4 separate regions of the Mus musculus genome follow, and all the other regions are linked to region 1. The links are chromatin contacts, called in public HiChIP or PLAC-seq and promoter capture Hi-C maps. All regions are on one chromosome and are shown on one strand. Each heading gives the region's core, a stretch centred on a gene start, on an enhancer-like site or on the middle of the called end of the contact. The rest is flanking DNA. Distances are from core to core; before and after follow the strand shown. Region 1 holds the start of Klf5 (Kruppel-like factor 5). Region 2 overlaps Klf12 (Kruppel-like factor 12). Region 3 has its middle 76 kb from the start of Gm22970. Region 4 has its middle 53 kb from the start of Gm22970.

The links. Promoter capture Hi-C pulls out the DNA fragments that hold promoters and counts their contacts. HiChIP or PLAC-seq counts read pairs in DNA pulled down with a chosen protein or histone mark.
Region 2: an H3K4me3 HiChIP or PLAC-seq map of embryonic stem cells shows a contact between it and region 1, with 13 read pairs. The contact joins the enhancer-like site here to the promoter of Klf5 in region 1. A contact is called at or near these places in 9 of 39 promoter capture datasets (3T3-L1-derived adipocytes, the C10 cell line, the SN4741 cell line and 5 more), 1 of 15 datasets of contacts at CTCF or cohesin (the NIH/3T3 cell line), 7 of 484 Hi-C or Micro-C datasets (cortical neurons, dorsal root ganglion neurons, embryonic fibroblasts and 2 more) and 12 of 115 datasets of contacts at active chromatin or transcription factors (bone marrow-derived macrophages, cardiomyocytes, craniofacial prominence and 8 more).
Region 3: a contact with region 1 is called in a promoter capture Hi-C map of cranial neural crest. The contact joins the enhancer-like site here to the promoter of Klf5 in region 1. A contact is called at or near these places in 6 of 39 promoter capture datasets (the C10 cell line, cranial neural crest, embryonic stem cells and 3 more), 3 of 484 Hi-C or Micro-C datasets (cortical neurons and pre-megakaryocyte-erythroid progenitors), 10 of 115 datasets of contacts at active chromatin or transcription factors (SST interneurons, cardiomyocytes, craniofacial prominence and 6 more) and 1 of 9 other capture datasets (liver).
Region 4: a contact with region 1 is called in a FOXA1 HiChIP or PLAC-seq map of pancreatic cancer cells. The contact joins the enhancer-like site here to the promoter of Klf5 in region 1. A contact is called at or near these places in 4 of 39 promoter capture datasets (the 3T3-L1 cell line, cranial neural crest, embryonic stem cells and 1 more), 1 of 15 datasets of contacts at CTCF or cohesin (the NIH/3T3 cell line) and 5 of 115 datasets of contacts at active chromatin or transcription factors (the NIH/3T3 cell line, embryonic forebrain, embryonic hindbrain and 2 more).

What each region holds. Positions count from the first base shown.
Region 1 is chr14:99,297,220-99,300,529 of GRCm38.p6, forward strand. It overlaps Klf5 (Kruppel-like factor 5), which reads left to right and starts at 1,472. Exons shown (of 4, transcript NM_009769.4): 1 at 1,472-2,003. The coding sequence starts at 1,776.
Region 2 is chr14:99,870,667-99,873,976 of GRCm38.p6, forward strand. It overlaps Klf12 (Kruppel-like factor 12), which reads right to left. Exons shown (of 7, transcript NM_010636.3): 7 at 1-3,310. Among named protein-coding and RNA genes, the nearest start is that of Gm22970, 99 kb to the left of the region's middle. Within about 2 kb of position 1,830, at least 13 of the 459 cell types and tissues checked have an H3K27ac peak or open chromatin away from gene starts, as enhancers often do.
Region 3 is chr14:99,848,543-99,851,852 of GRCm38.p6, forward strand. No RefSeq gene overlaps it. Among named protein-coding and RNA genes, the nearest start is that of Gm22970, 76 kb to the left of the region's middle. Within about 2 kb of position 1,534, at least 10 of the 459 cell types and tissues checked have an H3K27ac peak or open chromatin away from gene starts, as enhancers often do.
Region 4 is chr14:99,825,278-99,828,587 of GRCm38.p6, forward strand. No RefSeq gene overlaps it. Among named protein-coding and RNA genes, the nearest start is that of Gm22970, 53 kb to the left of the region's middle. Within about 2 kb of position 1,649, at least 9 of the 459 cell types and tissues checked have an H3K27ac peak or open chromatin away from gene starts, as enhancers often do. A contact at or near this core is called in pancreatic cancer cells, where this site is marked.

The DNA of each region.
Region 1 (3,310 bases), core at 222-2,721:
AAATAAATAAATAAATAAATAAATAAACGACACGTGAGACTTTGGAAATTTCATTGGAAATGAGACTTATACCTGTGATACACTCTTTCAGGTGCACTTTTTTTTTTTCCTAAGAACTTTTTAAAAAGATGCTTCACTGTAAAGGAGCGAGTGTGCTCTAGGTAGGTATTATAGTATAGTGTGCTGCCAACAGACGTAAATAGATAGCAATATTACAGGCGTCTTTTTAAGTCGCAGTTTATTGTTTCAGCTTCTCAATAAGCCAGATAAAATCATAGACAAGAACATTGAGGATTAAGGAAAGGCGTTTCCTTTGGTGTGATTACTGGCAAAAATTAAGAACAAAACCAAACCAAACCACTCACCTTCCATTAAAACAACGCAGTAAAAAGGTAGTAATATAGTTGACTGTTGCTTTCCTACCAGTTTGGATACCCAGTTTTCAGGGCTGTTGAATGTCTGTGAATGTTTGTGCCTTCTTTGGTTCCCGTTTCGTAGGAAAAGGTGACACTGTATTAGGTAGATGGGACCCATACTTCTGAATATATTAAAACTCCATTCCCCGCCCCTCCGAACACTACAGTGCTAGCAAAAATAAGCCAAAGATGTAATGTCTATTTAAATACCCGGTTGAGCTGGCTGTTAGTTCTCAAATTAGATTCCATGCTCGGGCTAGAATCAACATGGTTTAAATATTAAAAACTTCATAATTCATATGGCCCACCCCACCTTTTCCCCACATTCGGCGAAGGAGAGTAGACATGTCTGTGAAAACTTGTAGCTCCTTAAATACTGTAGGGGAAAATGTGCCCAGGTTGGTATGCAAGGACTTGAAAAAAAATGCTTGACATTTACAGATTTTATTCAGGCCACAAGGAATCTGCGAAAAGATAGATAGATCTACGGCTGAAAACACAGAAAGGAGGGCTGTTTTACGTTTGTTTTCGCACCGCCCCTTGTTTTCCTCTAAAGTACATTTTGTATACTTAAAAAAAAAAATACACTCATTGGTTAAGACTGGAAACCTCAGCTCCCCCCACCTAGCTGCCTTCTGTCTTCGGTTTTCGAGTTTCAGGTCCTTGCACAACACCTAAGACGTGCAATACTTTTTTTTCGCCCTAATCCTGGCAGAGAACAGTTCGGAGAGATCTCCCTCCGCGTCTCCACCCTGATTTCCCCCTCTTCCTAGATTCCACCCGCTCCTCTCCTTCCCTCCGCCCGCCCCGTGCTCCGCCGGCCCAATCTGTCAGAGAAGTTGTGTACAAACTGCGCCGCAGCCCTGCGCGCGAAGCTCCTGGCCCGCGAGGGGTGCGGTCGGCCCGTCGGAGGCGGGACCTCGTGGGCCTTCTTTCCTACTGGCTACCCTCTGGCCCTGGGGCCTTGCCATTGGCCACAACGCTGCCAGTCCGGTGAGCTGGCCCTGCCTCCCCGGAGTTGGGTGAAATAGAGGCGGGCGTCAAGTGTCAGTAGTCGCGGGGCAGGTACGCGCTCTCTTAGGTTGCTGGTGGAGCTTGGGGGTGGCGGGAGCGGGTTCCGGCGAGAGGGTGAGCGAGCGCTGGGGCGGGGCGGGAGAAAGTGGCTGCCCGAGGACCTCGGCGGTGACGCGTGGCCGAGCCCAGGAGCCCCGATCTCCGTGCCCGCCTTCGTGAGCGTCTGGCTGCCGGCCCAGGGGTCCCCCGCCGCGGCCCCCCGCCGAGTCCGCCGTCCCGTGCCAGCCCGAGCGAGGTGGGATCGCGATCGCTCCGTGTCCCGCTCCCGTAATCCCCAGACCGTCCATGCCCACGCGGGTGCTGACCATGAGCGCCCGCCTGGGACCACTGCCCCAGCCGCCGGCCGCGCAGGACGAGCCCGTGTTCGCGCAGCTCAAGCCGGTGCTGGGCGCTGCGAACCCGGCCCGCGACGCGGCGCTCTTCTCCGGAGACGATCTGAAACACGCGCACCACCACCCGCCTGCGCCGCCGCCAGCCGCTGGCCCGCGACTGCCCTCGGAGGAGCTGGTCCAGGTAAGCAGAGCGGCCGGCCTCCCTTCCCCGGCTCGGGCGTGTCCCGCCGCTACGAGGCGCGGGCGACAGGGGCCGCTCCAGACTGGGACGCGCGGGAACGGGTGCCCGGGTGGACAGCCCCGCCCTGCGCTCCCAGACGGGGCGCCGGGGAGTGGATGGGGGAGCAGGGCGGGGGCCCACCCGGATCTGTCCAGAGGAGCTAAAGAGAGCCGCGCGCTCGCGTGCACCTTCTCTTTGCTTGCGTGGGGATGAAAGCTTGTGCCCACGCTCAACTTGGCTTAAAATGCTTCTTGACCGCTCTCTCCCGATGGCCCTGGCCTTGGAAGTCCACCTGCCTGCGTCCTCTGGGGTGAAATAGAAATGCAAATTGGAGTACTGGGGTTTCATATACCCCCGTGGAGGCTCACCCTAGAATGTATTGTAGGGCCCCGTTTGGAAAACTAGAATCTTAAGGTTGTATTGGAACACCGCTTTTCCCTTAAAAAGAAACACGGACAAAAAAGGCCAGGGGTGTTGTTTTTCTTAGTGTGCGCGTAAATTTCCTCTCGGAGTCGCGTTGAAAGCTGGCAGTTGGCTTTTACACTTGCCCAGCAGCCGAATTAGAGCAAGCGCCTGTTTCTTTCGCCCACGCACGGGAGTCATATAGCCTAGAAAAAACTTCCCGGGACTTTTAGCTAGTCCCAAGGAAAAAAAAAATTGGAAACAGACCCACATGCAAACAGCTGGAAGAGCTAAAATCAGAAACCACTAACCGCCACGGGAGCGCAGTGCACGAAAGGGTTTAAGATCGGTTTATTTCAAGACGCTTAGTTTAATAGCCTCTTGCTGTATTGTGTATTTGCACTGAGCGCCTATTTCTTGGGGTCTGCCAGTGTCGTGGTGCTTTGAGAAGACAGTGGCATTTTGTCAGATGTGACTCACATGGCTACAGCATGAATCTTTATTTTTAAGTCCTGCATATCCGGGAAATCCCGTCCGTCCTCGTCCACATCCAGATCTTGATGATCTGAGGTCCGAGGTGACATTTCTTTGGAAAATTAAAAGCAAAATATACGACTCCTATTCACTGACTGAGGTGAATGGTTCTATGAACCATTTCATTTACCTGGGGCTTGATCTTTTTCTGACTTCCTTTTTTTTCAATGTCAAAAAAAAAATCAAGAGAAAGCGTTCGTTATATTAGAGAAGAGAGCTGGGGGAAAGATAGGCGTCTGGTCAGTAGCTGGATTGATTATGTATGTTCTTAAACAATCAGGGCCTGGAAGATATTTGGTTATTTTATTCTGGTAGTTTTCGCTCAGGAGATA
Region 2 (3,310 bases), core at 580-3,079, 570 kb after region 1:
TTTCCCCAACATACGTCATCAAACTATTTACAACCTCTGTAAAATTTGCATGTTTGAAAATACTTTTCCACTATCACATATGTTACGAATACAGTAAAATAGCGTCACTCTGTTTTTTAAAGATGCAGTATCCTTCTGTTTTATTTTCTTATGAAAATCTGAATTTCTATTGCAATTGTTCAATATTTAGCATATTTAAAATACCAATGGGCATGGGTTGCTAAACACACATTACTCTATAATGAAATTGTGAAAATATAGCATTTTAGATTTTTTATATACATTTCTTAACTATAAAACGCAGGCAAAGTTACATAGTATTATAAGCTGATTCTCTAGTTGGGTAATAACTTACATTTCTACATAGGATGGATTATTACAAATTATTTCTTTAAAAAAAGGTCTTTGTTGATATTTGCTTGCCTGCTGGCTGCTGCATATACAGATGTGTGCACACAGGTGCATGTGTTGCGGGTGACTGTCCAGATAAGTGAAAGGCAGTGTGGGAACAAGTAGACGTGGAATATGGAAGACATGGCCAGCCAACCCTCTTTCCTTAGCTGAGCCAAGTCAATCTGAAAACATTTTTGTGGGATATACAACCTCAGGAAAGGGAGAGAGAGAGAGCTGGCCGGTGGCCTACATTTACGTGATACACTTACAGGCAATGGTAAAGAATAAACTCTGATTTGAGCTATGAGTATTAAGGCTTCCTGGGCCTATGTGGTTCGCCAGCATTAACTCACATTCGATCCTTTCTATGCAGACTGTGTGTGTGCTGGTATTAACACTGCTTCAATTCTAAGAATCCTCACAATACAAGGAACTGGACAGCCTCCTAACAATATCTCAGCAACGTTTCTAGGCAGTCACTACAACAAAACAACGGCATGTGATTACAACTGAAGGCCTCCCCTCACCGGATCTATTCAATTGCAGCTTTGGTACAGATAATAAACAAAGCACAGACTAAGGAATACTGCATCTTTATCCATATACACGTTATCATTCTAATGAGCTGATCTCAAAGTGCAGAGTTCCATTTCCAGTCCAGACTCGAATGGCAGTCTGACATTAAACAAGTTGCATGAAAGCGTACACAGTCTTCACATGAGCTGTTCCAAATTTCAACCATGATGAACATGGCCTTTCTAATCACCTACAACCCTTGTCTGTAAACACAGAAGCATTTTGAAAGCCCCCCCCCTTCACTAATCTTGTTTCCCTTTTAATCTTTAAAGTGATATTTAAAAGTGCTCGTTTTATTTATGTAACCTTATAAGGGACTCTCTGAAAACCCCTAATAGCCCACCTCCCTTGTCATCAGCTTTTACATTTCAAGGAGACAATTGGTTCTCCCCACTGTGTGTGTGCGAGGTGTTCCCAAACACACACACCCTTCCTAGCTGCAAGATGAACCACTTCAAACCTGAAACCAAAGCATGCTTAGGAAACCACTGAGAGGTGCTTTAGGGTTCTCTCTCTCTCTCTTTTTCTTTTTGATAGCTTATCATACACTGTGCTTTTCAAGAAGCTAGACTGGACGATGAAATGGGTGGTGGCTTTTCTGTGACTAAGGATATCCCATTTCCTTTAGTCTCAAACCACTTTCTGTTATAAGGGGAACACACCTCGGAAACTTACTGCGGAGGATTGGTTACGTCCTCCAGACGAGTGCCAAATAAGTCTCAGTTCTTGGGCCAGATCAGGGATGTGTTCATTTGTGCTTGCAACTCTTCTAAAAATATCGCTATGTCAAGAAGAGGGAAACGTTGTAATGGTGGCAGGTTTCATCCGTTACCTTACCATCTCAGTATGCTTTCCATTTTCAGGGAGCGAGGGGGGAAGAGCTCACTTCCCCACATCTTCCTTATGCTGCTAGAGAGGTACGACTCTCTTAGTTCTGTGCTAAATTTAAATTAAGATGTCAGTCAGGAAGCTTCCCTGGCTTGTCAGATCAGTGAATTCTCCCTGTAAAACTGGCAAGATGCTTTCTCAGTGGAGAAAGGACTGGCTCCTACGAGAGCAGACAGAACTAAGCCAACCGTGTACTTGACTTGAGCGACTTCCTTACGACCTATCAATTAGGCTCTAGGGCCAGCGCCTGGGGGATCCTGCTTGTTTGCCACTGTCAGGGTTCTTTGCCCTGGCCAGTTACTAATGCTGGCGTGCATCAGGAAACCTGGTTTTATTCTGGATGATTACAGGCAATGAGAAGTAGGAAGTGCATACAGTACAGATTTAAAAATGTTCCAGTTGGTATATATATAAAAAAATAACAACAAAAAGCAATAACCAAAAAATCCTGCTGGCTGGTGGGTACCAACCTGTGTAGCTGAAGCTATTTATCAATAGAACTACAGCCCTTGGAGGAGGGAAATTGCCTGATGAAGTTTTTATACCTGGCAGAAAATGTAGAGCACAGATCTCTGAAGCTGGGACTTGACCTGTAAATCATGCTACTTTTGCCTGAACAGTTATTAAAAGTCTTTTTCAAAGCTACCCGACACAAATGGTTCTCCTTGTAATGTTCATAGCTCTTGCTTTGTCAGAATACAATTATCCTGATTAGAAGCTGATACTAGGAAGGATAACTGTCACCAGAAATCATTTTAGAATGTGCAGACATTCAAAACTGAGCTAGGAACCCTATGAGGTTGATTTGTGCAGTTTCCCAAATCAAGTGTGTCATTGAAATATATTGCAAAGGCCTTCACTGGAGACCTTTAATATTTAAGCTATAAAATGTCTTAACAACAAAAATCTCACCAAACCCAATTTGCCACAGAAAGCTGGGAAAACAGCAGCTTTCAGTGGTGACAGACTATTTTGGAAAGAGTGCTTGTTGGGGGGTTGGGGGGATATATTGCTTTTCCTGTACATTTCGCTAAATACAAAAAGCTCTTTACTTGAGAGATAGGATGGAACCTAGCTTTGCTCTGACCCTTCTCCCAGAAGAAGCAGGTGGTCTGTCCCTGTGGATGCCAATGTGGGAGCACGGGGATTCTGGGACAGTTTAAAAAGTGAATGGCGTAGAGTCAGACTCTCGGCTCTCCAGGTTGGAGAAGTAGCACCAAGGCAGGCTTCCCATGGGGACACTCTTGCCAGGCTTCCCATGGGGACACTCTTGCCACGGACTCAGGCCCAAGCAGAAGAGACCCACAGGCGGAAGAGTTCATCGGCAGCTCTGCCTCCTGTGCCTCTCTAGTCACCAAGTAACTGTTTCCTACCAAGAAGTGGGGAGCATAATCTCTAAGTGTGGTACTTAAGCAAGTAGGACAACAGAAAGTGGAAAGATTACCTCCGTGCT
Region 3 (3,310 bases), core at 284-2,783, 550 kb after region 1:
TGGAGAGAGGGAAGAGAGGGAGAGAGGGAGCTGGAGCAAGGGAGAGAGAGGGAGAGAGAGAGAGAGAGAGAGAGAGAGAGAGAGAGAGAGAGAGAGAGAGAGAGAGAGAGAGAGAGAGAGAGGAGAGAGGAGAGAGGAGAGAGGAGAGAGGAGAGAAGAAGGAGAGAAATCAGGATTGTTCTTCCAGTGGCCGACAGACCTGGTCTAACCTTGCCTCTTTATGTTCTCACCATCTTTGAGAAGTTTTCATTGGCAACCAAGCCAGCATATTGGCTGCTGGGGACATGATGACTCAGATGGTGGCAGTAACAAGGACAGCCCTTCCAGTGACGTAGTTTCTGATTACCTCCCAGCTCCTTTTCTTCTTCTATATCACTTTGCCTTTAAAAGTATCCTCAGGGGATCAGCAGTCTTGACATCAGCAATGGACCAATTGGCCCTATTTCAGATAAACTGAACCAGAATCTTTGTGCGATGCTAACTCTTGAGTTTCTGTCTGATGAGATATAAGAGTACCAGTGGGCAGGGGGAGTCTGAGCGAGTCTGTAAGGGATTTCCTAGATCCCATTAATTGAGATGTGCTGATCCAGTGTCCATGTGAGAAACAGCATGATGGGCTGGGATTGCAGGCTGAGAGAGAAGGAGAAAGTTAGCTGAACATGACCATTACTTTGCCCAGGATTCTGGCAGCAGACCCAGTGTGAGCAGCTACCTCCAGCTCCTGCCATACACACCCCAACACATGGGCTGCACCTCACAGCTGTGAACCAAATGCAGCCCTTCCTTTCTTGAGTTGCTTTTTCTGAGTAGTTTCCTACAGAAACAAGACCAGTAGCTACATTTAACAAGGTTCCTGAGTGGTCAGTTGCTCTTTTGGAGTCTGGGAGGCTCTGATCTTGATTGGTTGCTTTTCAGGTCCAGGCCCCTCAGTTTGCAACGTCATTATCCATAGTACCTTGAATTTATTAGAAGGCCAAATGCATTCTACCCTGGACCTGTGAAATCGGAGACTCTGGGGTCTCCTTCCATACTGCGAGTACAGATCTGCACTTTTATTTTCCTGGTTCTAGATGGCTTGAAAACTGCTTCTGCACCACTAATCCCTAAACCTGGATCACCCACAGGGTTTTACAAAGCACTGATGTTGAGGTCCCACCCTACAAGAGTTCTGATTGACAGACACGGCTTGCACTGGAATTTTTTTTAATAATTTATTTACTTATTAAGATTATAATATACTTATTCCCTGTGCTCTTTCTAACTCCTCCTTGGTAATCCACGGCCTCTCTTTCTTTATGTACATATAAATAAAATGTGTGGAGCATCTTCTTGATGTTGCTTGTTGTGTATGTGTTCTGGGATGGCCATTTAATATTGGACAACATTTGGTGTGCTCTTCCAGATTTCGAGGGAAGACGTTTAGGGAGCACACTAATTCTTCCACTCCCAGCATTCCTCAGGAGCTGAGTGATTTGTGTAGGGCTGAGGCCATGTGAGCTTTCCCCCTCCATGTCAACATATCTGTTCATGCCATATTTGCTTAGGTCATGTTAGACAGCCAGCTTCTAATTTTCAAATACTTAGACTAGATCTATACCCTATCTATACAGAATTATCTTTCATTTTTTCCCCTAAACCATGAAGATGTCAATCTTTTTTTCTAAGATTGTTTTACCCCTGGAACTGTGGTACACTGAGTTCCCCCTTGCAGGAACTTTCTATGTTGTCTGAGTTTGGGTTAACACACACCGAGACACAGACACGCACACTTTCACACACACTTTCTCTTTTGTGCACATGAGAGCACACGCACGTACACACACAGAGACACACAAGTACACATGTGTGCTTACACACGTACAGTTCTCACACTGTTTTCAGTTATTTAACTTTTTTCAGTCATACTCTCTCGTACATTGCTAGATTTTTTCGGAGTGTGGCAAGTCAGTCACACACACACTGTTTCATCCCTCGCGCTTAAACAAGACCTATATTTTTTAAAGTGGGAGCTAAGTGTTTGCAGGATACTTGTAGCTGTAATAGTTTCTGAAAGTACTTACCGAACTCTCCAGAACTGTTTTCTAAAGGAATTCCTGGGATTTTAACCTCCACCCCCTCCCCCTAAATAATACAAGAAAGTGCAGGAGAAACGGGGAGGGTATTAAGTGATCTGAGTTAAAAACCATTCTTTTGCCGCTGAAAAAAGAAAGAGCGAACACTGTATAACTGAAGCCACTATCTCAGGAACCAGCGTGTGGATTCTGCTCAGAGGGTCCAGCTGTGTGCATCAGCAGTGTGCTTAAGGGTTGGGCTGCTGGTAGACAGGCGAATCTTCGCTCCTTCCTCACTGTGTCTCTCTGACTTTGATACGCTTCTGGAGCCTTCCCTTCTAACATAAATATGGCGATGCTGATCCCACAAAATACACAGGAATTGAGTGGGACCGCGTCTATCCTTTAGGGTACACAGTGAATGTTGTGTGAGCTCTCCATGCCCTTCTGGATCCCGTATAGAGGTAAAGATGCATTTTTACCGCCATCTTTTATGACCAAATTCCAGTCAAGATATCAGGGTATTGTCTTTAGACCCACTGCATTTCATGAAGGACTCTTGATTACAAAGCAGAAACTGGGGGCACAGTGGCACATACCCTACAATCCACACAGACCACTCATTCTTTAAATATAGTTTGAATCCTCTATCCAGAAAAATAAGCACTTTTCTAAAGTAGTGAGAAGTCCTGAAAGATAGGAAGACAGAGGTGGAGAAATGGCTCAACAGCTAAGAGCACTTAATACTGCCTTCGAAGAGGACCTAAGCTGGGTTCCTAACACACCCAGTCGTTCACAACCTCCTGTAACTTCCGCTTCCGGGAATCTCACACCTTCTTTTGGTGTACGTGGGCACTGCCCTTAAATGCACAAAGCTCTCTCTCTCTCTCTCTCTCTCTCTCTCTCTCTCTCTCTCTCTCTCACACACACACACACACACACACACACACACACCACTACCCCACTACTACACTCACAGAAAGACATTTAAAATTAAAAATAAAAATGTAAGGTCCCGAAGGATGATTTGAAAGAATCGAGGACAAAGGGCTGCTTTGGCAGAACTGACCCATGAGCGACAAATAATTGATCCAAATTGAAACTCACTTGCAAGAGGAAAAGGAACCCCATGTACCCTAGGGTTGTAGCCTACAGCTGTAAAACCTAGGCCTTTGTGTGCTGAATTCTGAGCCAGAACACAACGAGACAAGGAATGTTTGTTTTCAGGCATCAATAAAGTGAAACGCTAAGCTTTAAGA
Region 4 (3,310 bases), core at 399-2,898, 530 kb after region 1:
AATTCAAAACTTCCTAAATAATGTCATCATAGATGGTCTGAACCAGAAATTTAGAAGACTAGAATCTTACTAAAGTTCTTCCAGCAGCCAGCTAATGGTGCTTAGGCAAGGGACATGTAGGGACAGAACTTTTTTTTAAAATGTCTATCAAAAAAGAATATTTCTCTAAATATGACTATCTCTAGTTCTTGAAGCCTATCAGTCTATGGCATCACATAGCATAAAGAATTTTCTAGATGTGATATTATGCTTAAGTGCTACAACACGAGATCATTCAATAGTGTACTGATAGGACCCATTTTGTAATATCGTGAGTCCTTATGAACCCAGAAGGAGGCAGAACAGCGATACAGAAGACGGATGAAACGGGGAGATCCAACAGAAAAGAAAGATGTGGTGTGAAGGAAGATACTCCTCCATCAATGGAAAAGCCATGGGGGAAGAATGTAAGCACTGTGCTGCCCCTGGGACCAAAGCCTTGCCTTAGTTAACACATGAGACCTTAGCGCTACAACTTGGAGGGATTCATTTCTCAACTCAAGTGGATTCAACAGCATACGCCTTCTTAGACCTTCCCCAAAGGGATGGAGCCCTGCCAGCACTTGGGTTCAGCTTTGCAGGATTCTGATCAGAGGATGCAACTGAGATGAACTGTGAGGAATCCACTGCTGTTGTTTTTAAGCTGGTGAGTGTGTATCCGTTTGTTACAATAGAAGACGAATGCATCACCACTGAACCGAGTATGGGAACCATTCACGGGCTCTCTCTGTCCTCCATTTCCCATAACCTCCCACTCCCATCCCCAAATGATAAACACTTATATCATTTTTCCCTCTAGAACACGTGTTGTACTAGTTTTTTGGCTCTGTAGAATTCAGCTTCATCTCTTGGCAAATTGTTCCAAAACTCATCCCCCTTCCCCTGTCTGATTCCCTCTCTTGGTTTTCAGGCTATCTTCCAAACAACTGATAACATACTTTTCTAGGAAAACGTTATGACAACTCTTTATTTAAAACATTTCAAAGATTCCAAATACCTGACAGATTAAAATCCGGCTCCTCCTAAATAAGAAAAACATGGCATTGGCTCTTGTCTAGAGCTCCAGCCTTTCACCCCACTCCCCTGCCTCTCTTTTCATTGTTAGCAGGATGTGAGAAGTATAATTTGCCATCAGGACCATTCTGCTGTCGGGATGTCTGAGACATCCCCAGATCTGATCTGTAGAGATGGAGGGATTGCAACTAGGGCTTCTTGATCTTGCACATAGAGGAAGAATCATGTAGCTAAGTAAACTAATATACTAACAATTCAGGTTTTCTCTTGTGCTTCACCTTGTGGATGCCTGGTATTCCGGTCTCCCTGGGAAATGGCCAAAAGTCTTTCCAACACTGACATAGGTCACTTCCCTGAATTTATACTCTGTAGCATCAATAGTACTTCTGGGCAGGACTGAGGTATATTGGCCAAGGGATAAATATTAACAGCATTTCCAGAGATGGGGTTGGCCTGTGGAGCCAGGTTTAAGAAAGAGATGGTGGGTGTATCCTTTTGTTTGAGGTGCTACAATAAATACCACAGACCACATGACTTAAACCACAGGCATTTGTTGCTCACAGTTCTGCAGGCTGGGAAGGTCCTGATCTAGGAGCTGGCAGGTCTGTCTAGAACGACATTAGTCCCATCACTGGAGCTCCACCCTCTGTCTGAAAGGCTCTAACATCACACTAGTGATTAAAGTTACAACATGACTTTGGACAGTCATGGCTATTCAGCTCAGCAGTGGGCTATGAGCTGACAGCTAGCTCACTGTATTTTTGAACCTGGAATTCCAGAAAGTTCTAGAATTCTGAATTTCAGCTCAGCCTGCTAGAATATTATGAAGATACATTTATCTAGGCAGGAGAATAAGCCATATTTTATGTAACCAAGTTTGTGAACTTGGTTAACAACTTGTCTTTAGGTTCAAGTCGACGTGGCTATTTGGATTGTTTCTCTAATTTCCACAAAGGTTAAATGGAGCACATTCCTATCAACACACCATGGTTTCATGCTGTTCCTTTTTGTGCTCTGAGTTCTTCTTATATTCTAGACAGGCTTGCCAGTATTCCTCACTGGGTTCAGGGTCGTTCCAATGCTCCGTCACACCAAGAAGCCTTCAGTAACTAGTCTCTCAAATATTCCCTACCAATTCAACATGTGCAAATGCGAAGGTGTTAACTGGGCCTCTTCTAAGCTGTCAGATGAAGAAAAGAGCACATTTTATTCATTCTGTTGTCTTACTCCTGTGGTTTCTGGTACATGTTATGGATTTAATTAACATTTATAGAACTGAAAACAACTAGCAAGTGATGAGTGCTTTATTCAGGAGACATTCCACAAGCGCTTAAGGAATAACAGCACAAAGGGAAGAAAAAGATCATCTGTGGATGAAAGGGGGATGACAGGTTCCTTATGCCAGGCCAAACGATAGTAATAGTTGGCATTTCTCGATCAGTATTTGCCAGAAGCTACTATACGAATTCTATGCGTGTGACATTGACTTCTCCTGATTCTAGGCGGCATGAGCTACCATCTCCATGTTGTAAAATAGGAAAGTGAGGGATATTAAATGGTTTGCCTGAAGTCCCACAGTCAGTAGGTGCTGGAGATCAGAGGAGCCCAAAACCTCTGTGTGACTGCACAACATCGCCCATGTATAGCAGAGGAGCTGACCCCACGGTCCTTTGCTGAACAAAAGAGAAACTATAAATAATCATACATTAGTTAGTAGGAAGTGAGTAACACACATCGGGGAATAAAAACAGGGACATCAGAAATGTGTAAATAATAAGACAGAGAACTGGGAGAGCAATTTGGATTCAAATAAGAGAATGAGAATGCACTTCATTGACAGCAGGGACATGTCCCACAGGAAGCTGGGAGGTCTTCTACAGAGGACCTCACTGCAGCAAGAGTTTCTGGAAAGTTCCTAGCACAGGATGTGAGAAGGGAATGTATGGGGGATGATTGGGTCTTCAAATCCAAAAACACAATACCAACACAAGTTTTACATTAAAATATTTTAAGACAGAGATTGTTCCTCACAACAGTTTTTCATTTGAAAGAGAAGTTACCATCTTTCCTGAAACGTTACTTAAAGCCATTTTACATGTCAACTAATTGGAGCACATTGTTACTTTTGAGTTGAATTTTTTAAAAATAAAGTAACTATTTTCCTATTTGGAGAAAATATATATCCATGCCCAATAAACAGTAATTTGTGTGTGGTAGGCAAAAAGAAAGTCTTTATAAATTCGTGTACAGGGAATTT